2 separate regions of the Rattus norvegicus genome follow, and region 1 is linked to region 2. A link is a contact called in public Hi-C data. All regions are on one chromosome and are shown on one strand. The core of a region is the stretch at or near the end of the contact, and the rest is flanking DNA. Distances in the headings are between cores, read along the strand shown.

Region 1 (5,733 bases), core at 2,122-4,621, 130 kb after region 2:
CACGGCAGGCCCTGCTTTTACCTACACAAGAACAAGGCCAGAGCCTCCTTTCTGCAACTGGGGTAGCAGCTCTCCAGCCAGGATAGGGACAGAGGTCACGGATACCTGTGAAGTCATAGCACTGGTAGGATGTGGGTCAGGAAAACTGCAGAAGGACACTGTGGTGTGTGTGGATGGGTGTTGAAATCTAATCTCTGATGTACTCAAAGTCAGGCAGGCTCACAAATGGGTTCAAATGCTTGCAACAAGCCATGTGGGAGGGATGTGGCAGCGAGGGAGCTTCTGGAGAAGAGCTGCCTGACAGAAAGCAGGAATCCTGACAAGAGAGTTCCTAAGGAAGTCACCAGCACTCTGCTGAGTTCTTGAGCCTCAGAGAGCTGTGGCTAGAAAGCCTCATGTTGGCATCCTAGGGCTGAGCCGCAGACTATTACGATCAGTAGAATCACTGATCTTCCCAGCTATGGGGAGCCTTAAAAGTGAAGGAAAACTAAACGTCTTGGCTTCAAAACACAACAGAGGAAAAAAATCAGATTTAAAATTGGTGGATATTTGATAACATTTAAACCGGTAGTGTGCGATACACTTGATGCCGACCAGGGTGGGGCTCAAGCCCCAGGCTTCAGACTCTTAGGATAGAGGCTGTGCCACTGGCTACCCACATGGATGTGCACTGAGAATTACTGTGAGATTTACCCATACCAGAAGAAGGTAACTGAGGACCATGGGGTTGTGCCCCTGCACTCAGAAGCCTCCTAAGACCGACTGACTGGGTGCTGTCAGAAGGAATCTGAGTTTGGGATAGAAGTATGAAGCAACTACAACCTCTTGGCCAGCCTTAGGGCCGGTGATATACTACCCAAACTGCCCCCTCTCTGCTCTAAGCCACAGTCCTATCTTCACTCTAAACAGAACAAGACAAAACTTTCCACAACAAGCATAGCTTACACATGAAGAAGCATAGAAAATATTCTAGTTCGGGGACTTCCTCGATTTTGATCGTGAAGTGGTCCACCCCATTAGCTGTAGAAAGTTCTGCTTCCCTCGCCCTTCCCCTGTAGCCCTGCCACATCCCATCTGAGCCTCTGATCCCACAGAACATTAAACCAACTCCCTGAGGAGAGCTACCACCCCTCTTACCAAGGGCACTGGCTTCCCCGGGAGTGTGGTGGGGGTTGAGGTGACAGTCCGGGAGTAGGGTCTGTCATGGTACATGGTAGGGCCTTTGTACCTTTGATGAGTGTACTGGCTGGTTTTGTGTGTCAACTTGACACAAGCTGGAGTTATCACAGAAAAAGGAGCCTCAGTTGTGGAAATGCCTTCATGAGACCCAGCTGCAAGGCACTTTCTCAATTAGTGATCAAGTGGGGGAGGACCCAGCCCATTTGGGTAGTGCCATCCCTGGGTTGGTGGTCTTGGGTTTTATACGAAAGCAAGCTGAGCAAGTCGGGGTAAGCAAGCCAGTAAGTAACACCCCTCCATGGCCTCTGCATCAGCTCCTGCTTCCTGACCTGCTTGAGTTCCTGTCCTGACTTCCTTTAGTGAATAGTAACATGTAAGTGTAAGGTGAATGAACCCTTTCCTCCCCAACTTGTTTCTTGGTCATGATGTTTGTGCAGGAATAGAAACCCTAAGACAATGAGGCTCACTCATGATGACCAGGATGGTGGAACAGCCATTCGAAATATCACATTCCCTAAAACTCCGTGGAGATGCTCCTGCTGGTCTTACAGAGGCAACACTCGGGAACTGGAAAGAGTCTGGGTGACAGACTGAGAAGAGAGCTTGGTGCTGCAACTGCAAGACCCTGAGCTCTGTCCACTCCATGATCTTAGAAACTGACCTCAAGTCAAGACGAGAGCCCAGCCATGACCTAATCCAGCCTGTAGATTCCCTAGCAAAGTATTCAATTAAGCTCCATCTCTCTGACTGTGGACACTACAGATGAGAAATGTGGATGGTTTTGAGGCTTCAAAGCATATGATCTGTACCTAATACCAAATGAGGGCTGTTCCCTGAAGAGGGACCTCGCATACCCCTTGCCCTCAAGGACTCACAGCCAGGGAGGGGGAACAAAGAAATAGCTGGCAGAACCCCGGGTGGTGGAAGACAAGCCGTGGGTGGGTACAGAACCCAGGGGAGTACGGGGCATGGAACCGGGAAGGGGACCCAGATGGGATCTGCTAAAAGGAAGACTGTCCCAGCCTGCTCAGTCTGAGCTCAAAAGATGTCAGTGCTATTCCAGCGGGGGCGCTGGAGGGATAACAGTCAGGACTGTATACTTCAGGGCCTGGGAGCAGGGCTCAGGGAAGCTGGAGGGTGGGGGAGCACATCTGAGCAGATCTGCGGGTCAGAGGCCAGCACAGCACGGGTCTGCGAGCATCAGGCTACTGCTCACTCTCTGACCCAACCACAGCCTTGCACATTCCAGCGTTCCATGCCTGTGGGAAATAAAGTCACTCCCTGTCGTAGAAATCACATTTGTCCTCGGGTGTCGGGGACATTCCATCTCCCCCTTCCTCTGCAGGGCCACTAATGTCAAGGGGATGATGAAGGCTCTACCTCCACGGACTAGTGTTAAGGAGGAGAGGGAAGAATCATGGCAAAGGAACCATGACTTTATGAAGACACATTGCTGAGGTGAAGTGCACTGGAGCAGAAAGGCCAAGCTGTGATGGATGGATCTAGTTCTAGCTGGGCGGGGCTCAGAAGGGAGAGGAAGCCACCAGACTCGAGGCAGAAAACCTGGCTGGGTATCTGGGGGGAAGTGCTGGATATTAATGTCCCCGTGTTAGCAGAGATGAGAGGAGGGAAGGGTCATCCTAGACTCACAAGAAGGGGAAATGCAGACCAGGCAAGGCCACCTCGGAAGAGCAAAGTGGTTAATTAAAAGGCAGCTGATGCCAACTAGTGGTGTGGGCAACGCAGCTCTGGTGATGGGAGGGAGGAAGCATGACAGCAAAGGCCGGTGCCTGTAGAGAACTTAATCTCCCAGGGACAGATGCCTCCAGGGTGTTAGTAGAAGAATCTGCCGTACAACTTTGGAGACAGTACAAGTGCCTGTCTGTAAACTAGGACATATCACAGGCTGGATGCCACAAGCTGAGAGCCATGGGAGGCCTGGCAGACGTCCATCCGAGAATGCAGCGCAAGGACAGAGCAGCATGTACACTGCTTTATTTGGGGGGACGTGCAGAGCAATCTGGAAGACAAGGAGAACAACAGTTCCCAGATTGGAATTTAAAGAGCTTCAGGGGGACCCTCAAGGCAGTGCCAATGGCTTTCAAAGCTACCGCAGCTGAAACCTAGACCACTGGAGCCTCCCTGCCCACTGTCGGCATGTGCTGCCTGGTAGTTTCTGGAGAGACTCCCAGTGTTAAGAGAAGGCCACCAACAACGAAGTCATTCATATCCAGATCTTAGCTGCCAAGGCCCCAGGCTTTGTCTAAACCCTGATTCAGCCATTAACTTCATTCTCCAGGCTTGCTAAGAAAAGGCCTTCATTCCACCCCAGTGCCTTTCCAATGGACCAGAGATAAGCCAGGGCTCAGTGGGATAGACTGTAGGAGTGATCCATTGGCTCATAGCTCCGTATCTACAGCCTACTCTAACAACTTCAGGATGTGCCCTGACCTGAACTGTTGTTCCATGCCCCTCGCTCCTGTAAACCACTATCTGTCTGACCCTGTGATAGGAAAGTCAGGGCCCATTCTGTGTTACCGAAGCCACCAAGGTCCCTGATCTCCCCATCCAGACCCCATCCAAGGGCTGCCAATGTCTAATGCTTCTGAGAAGTCCAGCCACAGCACCCTCTCCCCCTTAGCTTTATAGATCCTTGCTCTGGGATGGGTGATCAGCATCCTAGAACACATGGACACATATAATGCCCACCTGAAAAGATTCCTGGATGTGAGGCAGCACCCACCATAGGGCCACTCTTTCCACTCCCTACATGATGAATCTTAGACACAGGACTAGCGTGTCTCTTGGATTTGGAGGATCCAAACCGTTAGGACCTTGTGCCCCTAAACTCTCACCATAGGCAGGGAACCAAGTTGGAAGTGGGGTGCCTGGGAGTTCCTTCTCCAGACCCTGGTGGGCATAGGTCAGCTGGGATGAGGGGTCAGAGGCCCCGGACAGTTCTGGCTAAGACCAGCAACGCAGATTTGAAAGTTGAGTAGCTCAACGTCAAAGTGCACCTACCCTAGGTAAAGACATCCCTGTGAAGCTTTCCTGTCCTCAGATAAAACTATGACTGAGGGCATGCTGGGGACATGTCCATGACTCCAGAGTAGGAGGAATGCCAAGGCAAGGGACTACTTTCTCTGACTGCAGAAACACCCTCAACTATACAATGTCTAGGCTTTGCTTGTATTCCTGAGGTCTTGGTAGCCTCTTGTGGGCCGAAGGAGGCCTGGGCTGAGCTGAGCCACCACCGAGGATGTCTGCGTGACACAGTGGACATAAACAGGTGGGATGCAGGGACAGTAATGCCGGAGTTGAACAAACTGGTCCTTCAAGAAGAGAGCATCCTTCCACACCCACTTCCTCACAGTTCACCATACTGCCAGGAGCAGGAGGAAAGCAAAGGAGAGAACCTCCTTCTGTAGAGAGTACAAGACAACCTAGCTTGAGAAAACAGACAGGGTTTGGAGGGCAGGTTCACCTTCCTTAGGAAGTTATCGTTCTGCCACAATACACAGAGGTAGCCAAGCCTTAGTGTTGAAATGCCAACTGCTACCCACTGGGCCCATTGCCCTTGCTTAAGGCCTTCCGTCCTTTCTTCCTTCCTTCCTTCCTTCCTTCCTTCCTTCCTTCCTTTTATTGGATATTTTTTATTTACATTTCAAATGTTATCCCCTTTCCCAGTTTCCCGTCTGTAAGCCCCCATCCCATCCCTCTCCCCTTCTTCTATAAAGGTGCTCCCCAACCCATCCACCCACCCCTTCCTGCCTCCCCACCCTGACAATCCCCTACACTGGGGAGTTGAGCCTTGGCAGGACCAAGGGCTTCTCCTCCCATTGGTGCCCAAAAAGCCATCCTCTGCTACATATGCAGGTGGAGCCATGGTTCTGTCCATGTGTACTCTTTGGATGGTGGTTAGTCCCTGGGAGCTCTGGTTGGTTGGTATCGTTGTTCTTATGGGGCCAAAAACCCCTTCAGTTCCTTCAATCCTTCCTCTAACTACTCCAATGGGGACCCCATTCTCAGTTCAATGGTTGGCTGTGAGCACTCGCCTCTGTATTTGTCATGCTCTGGCAGAGCCTCTCAGGAGACAGCTATATCAGGCTCCTGCCAGCATGCACTTCTTGGCATCAGCAATATTGTCTGGGTTTTGTGGCTGTATGTATATTGGCTGCATCCCCAGATGGGTCAGGCTCTAGATGGCCTTTCCTTCAGTCTCTGCTCCAAACTTTGTCCCCATATCTCCTCCTATGAATATTTTTGTTCCCCCTTTTAAGAAGGACTGAAGCATCTGCACTTTGGTCATTCTTCTTGAGCTTCCTGTGGTCTGTGGATTGTATCTTGGGTAATCCGAGCTTTTAAGCTAATATCCACTTATCAGTGAGTGCATACCATGTGTGGGTTTTTTTGTGATTGGGTTCCCTCACTCAGGCTTAAGACCTTTCTAACAGTTGTACCCTGTCCCCTCCTCCAGACAGTATCCACTTCTGTGGATGGTTTACACAACAGGATTAAGCTCACAGGCTAGGTCCTGAACTGCTGAGGGAGGCT
Region 2 (5,498 bases), core at 2,055-4,554:
GAAGCCTCTCAGGGAACAAAAAAAGGTACGGCAGGAGCCACATCTGCGTGTGATCGTAGAACCCGTAGTACATTTGCGACATGTTTGCAGTACATATGTACATGAATATTACACAGATAGAGATATGTGTACATGCGTGGTGTGTGAATATGTGTGTGGCTACACCTGGACATGTATGAGGTATGAGCATGTGCAGGAGGGTGCATGTGTGTGATGTGTGTGGGTATGCATGCACTTAGGTAGTATGTGTGTATATATGTGTGTGTACATGTGCATATGTCGTGGACAGAACCTGGTGACCTGAGTTGGATTGCCCAGAACTTATATAATGGAAAGAGAGCATATAATAACACAAGATATGTGTCCCCTGACCTCTTCAGACAAGCTGTGATGCCTATATCTATCCTCCTGTAATGGCTATTCCTGATTGTCAACTTGACTGTATCTGGAATGAACTACAATCCAGAATTGCAGGGCTCACCTGTGATTCAGATCTTGAGCCTGGAAAACACAAGTTTCTGACCTGGATCTTGGCATGGAGATCTTGAGGCAGAGTAGCCATGAAAACCTTAGGCCTATGTAAGGTAGTTCAAGCCTTTAATCCCAGGAGACTTCGCCTGCTTGCACTTACTTGCCAGCACATCTGTTGGAACCTGCTTCTACAGAAGACCACGGAAACAACCAGCCTTGTGGGATTGAGCAACGACTAGATTCTTGGACTTCCCATTCATAGCTGACCCTTGTTGGAGAGTTGGACTACAGACTGTAAGTCATCACAATAAATTCCCATAATATAGAAAGACAATCCAAACATGCTGTGACTCCGGAGAATCCTAATATACTCCCCGATAAAAACAAACATGTACATTGTGCATTAATATATAATATTTTTAGTTCTTTTTTTTTTCCCAGAGCGGAGGACCGAACCCAGGGCCTTGTGCTTGCTAGGCAAGCGCTCTACCACTGAGCTAAATCCCCAACCCCTAATATTTTTAAAAAGGAATGACAGGCAGCACAGCTCTTTGCCTTGGACCTGCCTCCTCTGGACCTGGTTGAAACTCTTGTCTGAATCTTGCACTTGAGAGACTGAAGTAGGAGGATTGCTCCAAGTTTGAGGCCAGGCTGGGCTACATAGTAAGATACCGTGTTACCTCCACTCAGAAAAGAGAGAGAATATTCATTTATCAGCAACACTGAATCGTGGTGCTACTTTTAAGTGCTTTCTATGGGACAGGGCAGAAAAGTGGGGTCAGGGGTTGGAGCTGTTCTCTTAGGTCGCACATAGGACCTGCTCTTTACGGATGTGATGAGTGGATGGTGCTGAGACTCTTAGATCTGTTGAGCATCCCTGATCCTGCTTCTGGGCACTAGTTGGGATCATGCCATCCTAGAGTTGATACCATATGGGAGAGAGGGGTTAGGCAGTGGCCCAGAGGCAGCGGCCCAGAGGCAGCATGCAGCCTGAAATACCTTTGATGTCACCATTTTATCCCAGGACTGATGCTCACTGGTTTGCTGCCTCTGGGGTATTGGGGGGAATGGTGAGACCTGACTTGCCAAGAGTGGGTGGGAAGGTCCGGCTCTCCAGACCTGTCTATGCCTGCCATTTCTGAGATATAGGAGCCCGACAACTGACTTCAGCCACCGTGACAGAAGAACCCCAGCTGATGGAGAACTCAGGCAGTGGGATTATCATCTTTCAACATAAGTGGTGATGGGCATCTTATTCAGGCCTTGCTATAAATTGATTTCAGATTAAACCATTCCTTTCATCTAGATCGAAAGGTGGGAACAAGTTCCAGTCAGACAAAAATCAAAAATAGCTAAGACTGCCTTCTGCCACTCCGGTCTCCAGGGCTCACCCCTTCCCATAATCCCTAGGTGTCATTAATTGGCCTTCTTGATTGTTACAGGACTGTTTAACCGACCATCTATTCCCTTCCTTTCTCTGCTCCACACTCCCAGCTCCAATACCACAGAGCTCCACAATCAGTGAATAGAATTACACAAAATGCAAATTACTGACCTAATGAGAAGGCAAGTAAATAACTCAGCCATGCAGGAGATCAATCCCTTGGCCAATTTCCCCTAACTACACACGGAGATCTGCCCTCCCAGGAGGAGAGCCACAGACATGGATCTGGCCCATTTCATCCCCAGTGCATGCTTCTCCTGATCTAGTGGCCAGGTCTTCTCAATCTGGGGCTCCAGCCAACCCTCAGAGGCCAGTCCCTTCACTACTTAAAACGTCACACTTGGGACTGCATAGCTCAGTCGTTAAGAGTATTTGCTGCTCTTGCAGAGGACCAGAGTTAGGTCCCCAGCAATCTTGTGAGGTAACTCCAGTTCCCGGGCATCTGACGACCTCTTCTGGTCTCTCAACACCCATGAAAATAATTCAAATAATTTTTTAAAAAGTTCAGTTGGTGCTCCTCTAGTCTGTAGGTTGGTCAGCCATCCACCTTGGACTCTGGATTCTCCAGAGTCACAGCAGTTCCTTGTGGAGATCCAGAGAACAATCCCCACCCCCCTTTTTTTTCCAGATCAAGGGGTGCAACATTCCTGGGTCTGCGTCCATCTTCCATTCTCAGAGCTGTTAGCATTTTACCTTCCAGAGTCTAATGTCTCTTCTGCCAGGCTACCTCCTTCTGTCCAGGCCCCAGTATCTTAATTTTAATCTTCTTTTTCCACGGTCCACAGGATGCAACGCGGGACCTCAAACATACTTGGCAAGTGTTCTATTGGTTGAGCCGCATCCCCAACTCCCTGCTGCCACTGATAAAGTCTCTGTTTTAGGTCTCTATTTCTGTGTCGAAACACCATGACCAGAGCAACTTGGGGCAGAAAGGATTTATTTCAGTTTGTATTTCCGTATCATTGTTTGTCATGGAAAGAACTCAGGGTTAGAACTCAAGCAGGGCAGGGACCCCGAGGTAGAAGCTGATGGAGAGTCTGTGAAGGGGTGCTGCTTACTGGCTTGGTTCCCATGGCTTGCTCAGCCTGCTTTTTTTTCTTTTTAATGAACTCAGAACCACCAGCCCAGGGATAGGACTGTGCTGGGCCCTCCCATATCAATCACCAATCAAGAAAATGCACCACAGATTTGTCCACAGGCCACTCTAGTGGAAACATTTGCCCAGTCAAGGTTCCTTCTAGCGAAATGACTGTAGCTTGTGTCAAATTGCCAAACCTAGCTAGGACAGGTTCTTAGGAATAAGCTCTGGGCTCAGCCACAACCCAGGACTTTTACCCACAAAGCCCCTTTGTATGTCTCCGCCTGGCCTTGCAGGGCATGACTCAGAACATTCTACTTTCTCCCTGTGACCTCCAACCCTGCCTCCATGCCCTGGCAGAAAGGGTTGGATAGAAGCCTTTGCCTGGAACCAGGTGTCGGCAGACGCTGAAGCTCATCCTTACAGTAAGTGTAGAATTTCTTAACACAATTACCCCATGTTCCGAGGTGGACAGGGAATTGAATCAGAGCATGGCGGGAAGAGGCTGGTCAGAGCAGGGAGGAAGGGAACACGTTGCTAGGCTGCAGAGAGCTCACTCTAGGGACCATGGTTCATAGCTTCTCAGGGCCAGTGACTGGTCTGCACAGCCCCTGACTAGAGGAGGGGGATTATGGGTAGGGGTGGACAATGGTTCCCTTTTAGATTTATTCTTCATGCGTATGATTATTTGGCTTGTGTGTATGTGGAAGCTAAAAGTGTTTTCTCCACTGGAACTGGAGTTATGGACAGTTGTGAGTGGTTGCCAGGTATAGAAACCAGGTCCCCTCCAAGAACAAATGCCCATCTTTTCTGTCCCAACAGGGTGCTACTGTCAGAACCTAGCTCTGCCTTCTGGGCCTCTGAGCAGGTGGCTTATCCCCAAAGTCTGAGCTTTCCTGATATAAGATGAGTGTGTATTAGAAACCCAGGTGAGCTTCTGTAGGATTTGAGGGGAGGGGTCCTGCACCCAGAGCCCTGTGCAGGATGGAGTCCAGGTGCTTTCTAGGACTCCTTCAGCCAGGGAAGAAGACCAACTTATAACTCCCCCTACTGTCATTCGTGTGTGTGTGTGTTGCTGTTGTTTCTTTTTTTTTTTTAAAGCAATCTTTTTTTAAGATTTATTTATTCATTTATTATATATAAGTACACTGTAGCTGTCTTCAGACACACCAGAAGAGGGCATCGGGTCTCCTTACAGATGGTTGTGAGCCACCATGTGGTTGCTGGGAATTGAACTCAGGGCCTCTGGAAGAGCAATCAGTGCTCTTAATCACTGAGCCATTTCTCCAGCCCCTTGGTTATTAATCATAACGACAATCCTAATTGTGGGAAGACGATGGAATACTGATTCTTTATTACAGAAATCCCAGGAGCAAAATGAAGCTGTGAGAAATCTCTGGGAAAGTCTGGGTTGCAGTTTCTGGGATGAAAGATGAACTTATTGTCTGGTTGCCTTCATTCGCTGGCAGGAGTATCTATCGTTGTTGCTGAGGTACTCCTTCACTGACATTAGGACCCACCTCTTCCGAATTCCAACGTAGCCTGAAGAGCAGCAGCTCTTGAATCCTCTGGGACTCCAGTACTGGACTGCCGAGACATGCATTTCTGCGAACTGAGCCAACTATTGGATTCTTAGCTTTTCGTTCCAGAGACAGACATCATTGGGCTACCAGAATCACAGTCCTTAAGTCGAAGTAATAATAAACCCCATTTAATGCATACATATCCTTACAAATATCTAGCTAAAGGTTTATTGGATAGATATCTAGAGATAATATTGGGGGGGTTGTTTTTGCTTTATTTTCTTTGAGACAGAGTCTCTTTGCATATCCCTGACTGTCCTGGAACTCACTCTGTAAACCAGGCTGGCCTCAAACTCAGGGATCTGCCTGCCTCTGCTTACTAAGTGCTGGGGTCAAAGAAGCGTGGGGCCACAGACACCCCCAACCCAGCTATATCTATTCATCGTATCAGTTCTGATACAGCCCTTTAAGCGCTCGTGCTATCCTTGATGGTGGTTGTGTGCGGATGTGCACATGCATCCTTGTGTAGAAGCCAGAGGACAGACTTGAGGGCCATTCATCTTGGTTTCTGAGACCGGCTCTCTCACTGACCTGAAGCTCACTGAAGTCCAGCCAACCAGTGAGCTTCAGGGATCCTCCTGTCTCCGTTTCCCCAGTGCTGGGACTACATGTTTAAGTTACTGTCTTAGTCAAGGTTTCTAGGCGTGGTGAAACATCGTGACCAAAAGCGAGCTGGTAAGGAAAGGATTTGTTTGGCTGACATTCTTTTTGTTCTTTTTTCTTTTTTTTTCAGAGCTGGGGACCGAACCCAGGGCCTTGCACTTGTTAGGCAAGTGCTCTACCACTGAGCTAAATCCCCAACCCCTTGGCTGACACTTCTAAGATATAGGCCATCACTGAAAAAAGTCAGGACAGGAACTCAAAAGGCAGGAACCTAGAGGCAGGAGCTGAGGCCATGGAGGGGTGCTGTTTGCTTCCCATC

What was found. Hi-C and Micro-C count contacts between places; a contact is called where the count stands out from the background.
Region 1: a contact with region 2 is called in a Hi-C map of Schwann cells, with 7 times the contacts expected there. The contact joins two enhancer-like sites. A contact is called at or near these places in 8 of 12 Hi-C or Micro-C datasets (the A7r5 cell line, the Rat2 cell line, Schwann cells and 4 more) and 1 of 1 datasets of contacts at active chromatin or transcription factors (oligodendrocytes).

The regions. Positions count from the first base shown.
Region 1 is chr12:51,829,615-51,835,347 of GRCr8, forward strand. No RefSeq gene overlaps it. Among named protein-coding and RNA genes, the nearest start is that of Galnt9, 44 kb to the left of the region's middle. Within about 2 kb of position 3,372, at least 5 of the 93 cell types and tissues checked have an H3K27ac peak or open chromatin away from gene starts, as enhancers often do. A contact at or near this core is called in Schwann cells, where this site is marked.
Region 2 is chr12:51,696,292-51,701,789 of GRCr8, forward strand. It overlaps LOC134481216 (a long non-coding RNA gene), which reads right to left. Exons shown (of 2, transcript XR_010056625.1): 2 at 2,683-4,676. Among named protein-coding and RNA genes, the nearest start is that of Noc4l, 23 kb to the left of the region's middle. Within about 2 kb of position 3,305, at least 10 of the 93 cell types and tissues checked have an H3K27ac peak or open chromatin away from gene starts, as enhancers often do. A contact at or near this core is called in Schwann cells, where this site is marked.